Linked DNA regions of Hordeum vulgare: region 1 is linked to region 2. Evidence: chromatin contacts called from public Hi-C data. All regions are on one chromosome and are shown on one strand. The core of a region is the stretch at or near the end of the contact, and the rest is flanking DNA. Distances in the headings are between cores, read along the strand shown. Region 1 holds the start of LOC123430221 (glycerophosphodiester phosphodiesterase GDPD2-like). Region 2 holds the start of LOC123426563 (probable serine/threonine-protein kinase PBL7).

What was found. A called contact is a pair of places that touch in the nucleus more often than the background predicts.
Region 1: a contact with region 2 is called in a Hi-C map of seedling, with 3 times the contacts expected there. The contact joins the promoter of LOC123430221 here to the promoter of LOC123426563 in region 2. A contact is called at or near these places in 3 of 6 Hi-C or Micro-C datasets (leaf and seedling) and 1 of 1 datasets of contacts at active chromatin or transcription factors (embryo).

Annotation. Positions count from the first base shown.
Region 1 is chr2H:439,992,454-439,995,956 of MorexV3_pseudomolecules_assembly, reverse strand. LOC123430221 (glycerophosphodiester phosphodiesterase GDPD2-like) reads right to left here and starts at 1,867. Exons shown (of 8, transcript XM_045114104.1): 1 at 1,433-1,867; 2 at 1,147-1,340; 3 at 428-487; 4 at 220-300; 5 at 1-134. The coding sequence starts at 1,529.
Region 2 is chr2H:439,838,735-439,842,143 of MorexV3_pseudomolecules_assembly, reverse strand. It overlaps LOC123426563 (probable serine/threonine-protein kinase PBL7), which reads right to left and starts at 2,099. Exons shown (of 5, transcript XM_045110421.1): 1 at 1,713-2,099; 2 at 927-1,126; 3 at 358-547. The coding sequence starts at 1,902.

The DNA.
Region 1 (3,503 bases), core at 618-3,117, 150 kb before region 2:
AGCTCGACATTGAAGCCGACGCGCCTGTCGACGTCCTCGAACGCCTCCCGCAGCGTGCAGAGCGGGTCGTCGGAACGCACGTCCCACCTCAGTATCCTGCCGTCCTTGAGCTTCCGTAGCAATGGCCTCCCGAGCTGAATCAAGATGCGAATTAGATGTCAGGGTTGTCCTATATGCATGGTTGTTGGTTGCAGTTCACGGTTGTTCTGTTCTTTGTACCTTGTCCCGGTCCTTTTGTGGGCCGTAGGAGACGAACTCGTCCAGTGGAAGATCAGTGATGCGCTTCTCGGAGATTTTGCCCTGAAATTTTGGCCATTGTTTCGTCAGACCTCGCGGTTGCAGCATCGGTCATCGGGATATGGTGCATGCTTCTTTTCTTCTCCTTTTGTGCAGTGAAAAGTTGATCGGGAGTTTGTTGGACACTTACATCTTGTTCGGTGAAGATGAAATTGTCGTGGAAGACAATCGGGCACCCATCTTTGGTCACCTGAATAACAAAATGGAATGTGACATTTTAAAAACCGTCACACTTCACACTTTTGCAGTTGCGGGAGAAATTGCTGTTTCCAGCGTCCTTGTGTGTTTTTAGCCTTGGGTGAGTGTGTTGTGTTCGTGTGGGGTTTGCATTTCTATCGGTTGTTCGGTGTTGCTTGCTTTATATATATAAAAGCAAGAAAAACCTTTTTTTCGTCAAAATGAAACGACGCACACGCGCATCATAGCTTGCCAGGTCTGTCGAGCGCAGCCGGATCATAAAATAAAAATAAAAAAGCCCTGGAGAGAAAGAAAAACGGTTTCTCGACTTCCCCACTAGGCTAAAAATAATCCGGATGGAATGGAGTCGTGCTGGACGCCTGGAGCCCTGGACCGAACTAATAAAGGAAATGCACGGTCAAATTTGGAGCCCGAGGAATGTTATCCACACAGGCAGGTACGTCGCCCAATTTGTAGTGCTGTACACGCGCTTCGCCAGCACCTGGAGACAGCCTGCCCCGGCGCGTGCCACCCACCGCCACCGCCCAAGGAGAGGACCGAGCTGCACATGGCACCCTTCACTTCACAAACGCCAGCTCGATCGAGACTTCCGTCGGGGGTCGGTTAATACCTAACCCTAATGGGTACGTAGTTGCGGCTGTAATAGTTTACCTGGACGTCGAACTCGACGTAGCCGACGCCGGCGACGCGCGCGGCGTCGTTGAAGGACCGCACCGAGTTCTCCTTCACCTCCCGCAGCCGCTCGTCCGGGGACGCCAGCGAGTTCATCCCCTTCCCGCGGTGGCCGATCACCACCAGCGGCGGCCTGCCCACGGCAGCCGGCGCAGCCATCATCGACCCGGCGCCTGCGCGGCAACTCGGACAAGATATGCAATGAGGCTATACGTACATCCACCGACGACGCACGCATGCATTTCAGTCACGCGCACGCACGTACCGTTGATGCACGCGGAGGCGAGGTCCAGCTGCGCGGCGATGTCCGGCACCACGGCGGCGGCGGTGGCGGCGGCGCGCACGGCCTTGGGCTGGGCCATGTGCGTACGGCTATAGTACGCTGACAAAGCCGAAGGACGAAAGAACGTGCCGTCGGCTGGCTGCGGCGACGTGCGACTGCGACCGCTGGGTCGCGCCAACCGAGGATGGCCGAGGCGGTTAAACGGCGAATACTTATGGGCCCTTGCTTGGCTGTGGATGTGGGAGAGGAGCCGCGGAGGACGCTATATATACACACACACGCTTTGCCTGTTCGTTTCGTTCGTGTCTTCAAACGCGCGATAAACGTGAGAATAGAAAGGGGCGGAGGTTAAGCGATAAGGTTTACACATCTCCGGAGGGGTCGCGTTAGGTTTGGTTTTGGATGTTGGAGGCGAATAGGATGTGACGGGGACAAGCGTCGGAGGCTTATACCGCCGGATATCCCCTCCCAGGCGACAGGAGTCAGGAGGCATGCAGGGCGCGCGAAGCTTCTCCCGCTGGCGCCCGCTTTGTTCCAGTTTTCTAGAGGAAGGCAGAATGGACGGCAGAGGGCACCGGACGCGCCCGATGGGTGATTTTGGCTTTTGGGTGCAAAATATGTCATTCGTGCGTAAACTCGGAGCAAAGTGTTACTTTCACGAACGCGCTTTGTACCATTATTATCTCTCGTTTATAAGTACTCCCTCCGTTCCTAAATATAATTCTGGTTGTAAAATAAACGGCCGTCGGAGGTCTGTATTTTCTATACAAATGTACTTGTTGGAGACACGACAATGCAAACATGACTTTAAAGATTGTACTATAAACTATATACGGATGTACATAAGCATATTTTAGATTATAGATTCACTCATTTTGCTCCGTATGTAGTCTTTTAGTGAAATCCCTAAAAGGTCTTATATTTTAAAACGGATGGAGTATATAAAAGCAACTCTAACAGACCCATATATATGATAAATCCCATAATTTTTTCACGTTTTACAGTTTTAATCAAAAAAGTGTTCAAAACGATCGCCTTATTAGCCCGCAAGGATCAGGTTAGCAGATCCAAATACCCCCACGACGCCTCCTTGAGCGAGGTGACCGGGACGGCCCCTTCGTCCCCCGTCGCCAAACCTCCCCTTCCTTCCTCCCTCTCGCCACTGCCGTCGGCAGGCATGGTCGGGCGCTTGCCTGCACGGCACCGTGAGGCCGGCGGTGGCGGCCCCCTCCCTTTTCCCATCGCGGTTCCCGACTCGGGCGGTGTGCTCTGATGGCGGTGGCCCTCGGCGGGCCATGCCCCGAGGCAGATCGGGCGGCGGCGCGACGGGTTGGCAGCGGAGCTTGGCCGACGGCGCCATGCTGGCCCAAATCTGGGCCCTTTGGGCCTAGATCTGGGTCGGGGTGGGCCAGTTCGGTCTCCGGCGGGTCATCTCCGGCTGGTCTGGCGGCACCTCCTGTGTTGCTTCTGCTGCAGCGTGGCGGCGGGGGCTTAACGGGCCTGATATGGGTCCGGCTGGGCAGTTGGTCCGGCATTGCCCCTGCTCCTGCGACCGTCTACTACCGCTTGAGCTGGTGGAGGTTGACCCCTCCCACGCGGCCGTGGTACTACCGATCCCTCTCTATGGTGGTTGTGTCTCAGTCCAGCCGGCCTTGTTGTGTTTGCTGTGGTGAGACGACGGTGGTGTCCTCGTGACTGTGGTGGCGCATGTTGGTGGGTGGTTGGCATGGTGGAGCTAAGGATTGGTTCCGGGCGGTGGGTGCGAGGGGTCGGGAGAAACCTCTGTGGGATCTGGCCAACACCGGTGCGGTGACGCCTACGGGCACCCCACCCTTCCTGAAGGGCGTCGGATGTACCTCTCCCCCACTCCCCTCCGTGTGCCGGGAGAAATCCTAGGACTTGTCCGGGGAGCAGTGTGGTTGTCGTCGTAGTCCTTCTTGAAGGTGTTGCTAGGCATACGACAATCTGATGCCACTCGAGTGTAGTCGAATTATCTGGTGGCAGCAACAGTTGCCGGACACTACAACTTTCGTTGATCTGGTGTTGCTCGTTT
Region 2 (3,409 bases), core at 850-3,349:
CAGGGCGTTCACCCAATTAATTGATAAAGATGGGGCCAGCAAGGTCATCCGGAGAAACCTACTAGATACTGTGCATGTTATGTACCGCTGCATGGACAAAGGGACTTGGCAAGTTGGCAGAGCAAAATTTCTCACAATCATGAAAAGAATCATGCACATGGAGCAACAATAAAACAATCATGGACAGATGGGGGCAGACAGAATAGCAGATTGACAACCTGTACTGAAGCAAACATGTGAAAAACAACCAGTATCACATATGTACACAGTACCCGCACAGAAATATGAACGGGGGTTCAAAAGGCATTGATCTGCAGTCTGCACAACACCAATGTAAAAAATAACAGACAGTCTTACCATGGAGATGGTCTTCCAATGATCCAAGGGGCATATACTCATACACCAGAAGGCGTTGTTCTCCATCAGCGCAATAACCAACCAAATTAACAAGGTTTTGATGATGCAGCAAACTGAGCATGAGGACCTCCACCAGAAATTCTTTGTTTCCTTGATTTCCATCCCTATTGAGCTGCTTTATAGCAACAACCTGCAACAGGTGCTTCAAACATTTCAGCTTTGCATGTGCCAGGCCCCGTCTCATGCTTTAGGACATAAAATACTTCATTCAGATGGCAAGCATTAATTGTTTCATGTGATTCATCTTGCTCAATTAACGAAGGGCCTATGGACAATCAAGCAGCCAAGGCCAGCAGAAACTGAATCTGCTATGCCTATAAGTGAACATGGACTTTTCTTGCATTTGGGAATCCACTCATGATGTGCAAACACTGCTTTTCTTGGATGTCCTAGAGGAATCAATGGCGCCTTTGATACAACCAAGTGACCTCGGTACTACTCTAAACATCAAGAAACAAGAAAGACGGAAACAAAAACTAAAACCTAGCTTTGCCAACAAAACAAGTTACCTGGCCTCCATCAAGACGGCCCTTGTAAACACGTCCAAACCCTCCCTCCCCAATGAAGCATTCCTCCCTGAAGTTCCTCGTGGCAGCGGTAAGCTGACGGAAGGTGAACGTCTGCGCAGAGAGGACATTACCATTGGCATCCCTGAGATCTGAAAGCTCCTTCATTCCGGCATTGCCTTTTGCCCTTGCCTTCTCAGCCCCTGCACATATTCACATCGTCATGCAGATGAAGACACAATCATGATGAAGGAAGACAACAACCCAAAAAAGCATTCTACTCCTAATCATACGACAAATCGCGAAAACCAGCCTGGTAGGTCACATATTTGTACACTCTATCAGAAATATCTTAGGGAATTACTAACCACACTTTATTCACGTCTATTCCCTCAATCCATTCACCAGGATCACCTTGCCCATCGTCACCAGCCATCTAGATTCTATAGTCCAGCGAGAAAAGTCCAACAGAGAGCATCAAAGCATCATGAGGCACTTCTTCCACTGCCCAGCCACCACGGTCACGCAAAGTCGACGAAAAGATCGCCACAAGATCCAGATCTGACCTATTATTCTGCGCAAGGCCGGGTTGCTCTAAGGAAACGATTACTATCTTACACGAATCTACAAGTCAGAAGCTGAGACCGAGCGTCTCTTCCCCTCCACTCCGGCCCGCGGTGCCGGTGGGAGGAAAAGGGAGAAGAGACTAACAGAGAGCATCAAACCATCAACGGATCCGATCCTACTCCCATCAATCGACCAGAAGGCCGATCGGAGAGGCGCACGCACCTGCGGGGAGCTTCTCGACGCGCGGTGGGACCATGGGTCTCTCCTCGCGGGCGCCGACGCCGGAGGACGATGCCGCAGCCGCAGTCCGTCCGCCTGTGCCATTTCCGCCGCCGCCGCCGCCGCCGCCGCCCTGCTTGGGGTAGAGCAGCTCCCCGTCGGAGCTCGAATCGAAGCACGGGAAGCAACCCATAGCGGCTCACCAATGAACTCCCCGCATTCCCGCAACAAACGCCGCTGGATTCGTGCCGGACAGGAGCACCCCAGACCAGCGGACCAGGTCGGCGGGCGGGCGGAGGGGCCTTGGAGGCGGGGGTAGGAGGAGGAGGGGAGGAGACTGCTGGTGGACTCCGTGAGCCGACGCGGTTTCGGCCTTGCTTTTGGCTGCTGCCGTTTTGCGCCGCTGCGTCTTAACAGGCCCGGGACTGGGGTTGGTAAGAAACGGGTAACCATGGTCTATGGGAGGTTAGGACCTCACTGTCATTTTCAGTTTTCTTTTTCTTTTTTAGTGTGATCCATCTTGGTTGCCTTCTTTTTGACAAAATATCGAAGAGCAACAAATTACTCCCTCCCGTCTCAAAATAAATGACTTAAAAATGACTCAATTTTACACTAACTTTAGTACAAAGTTGAGTCATTTTTGAGTCACTTATTTTGGGACGGAGGGAGTACGAGAAACATATCAGGCAGCCAAGTAAGTGAGGATTTAACCAAGTCAGGTGATGCTACTTCGGTAATCCCGATGAAAAATATTTCGGAAAAGAAACAAAAACCTGAAATAAAATGGAAAAAAATAAAAGGAAGACTAACAACACCACAAAAGTAAATCATGAATCACAAGGGCCAATAAAATTCATGATGGCACATAAGGGGGGAGAGGTATAGAACAAAGAAGAAAGCAAGTTTCAGAAGTGAGAAAAAAAATGCAAAAAGGGATACCTTTAGGCGAATGGAGAGGAAGGAAGAAAATCAGCAACATAACGGAACCAAAGAAGAGGAAGGCTAACATGATGGACTTGACGACATAGAAATAGCAAAGAAGTCAAAGATGAAGGTTGAGGGGAATGAAGAGGAAGAAGAAAACACCAACTCAAAAATTGTGAACGCCGAACTGCAGGGACAGTCTGGCGAGCCAAAATGAGAAATTTAGCATGGAACTAACGAGGATTGGGGAATGGCCGACGGTGAGAGGACTTCTGGATCTCCAGAAGTAGGTGGATCCCGACATCCTCTTCTTATCTGAGACCAAACTTGATAAAAGATGATGGAAAGGTTTAAGTGGATGCTAGGTATGGGGAAACATAATGGTGAAAGACTATGAAGGAAAGAGTGGTGGAGTGGCTTTATTATGAAAGAAAGAAGTACAAATTGAGCTGCACAGCTACTCCAGGTATCACATTGATGTACAAGTAATGGAAAAGGATGTATTCAAATGGTGATTTATTGGCATTTATGGAGAGCCTCCAAGTGATAAAAGGAAGATAACTTGGAAATTGCTCCGCGTCCTCAACCAGCAACTTAACTTCTCATGGGTGTGTGGTGGTGATTTTAATGCGATAATGTATAACCATGAGAAGACAGGGGCAACTAGAGCACAATGCCAAATGGAAAGATTTAGAGCGGCCCTAGCAGACTATGAGTTGAGGGATTTAGGCTGTGGAGTTCTGTTTGTCAAAAAGAAGGATGGCACGGACCGACTG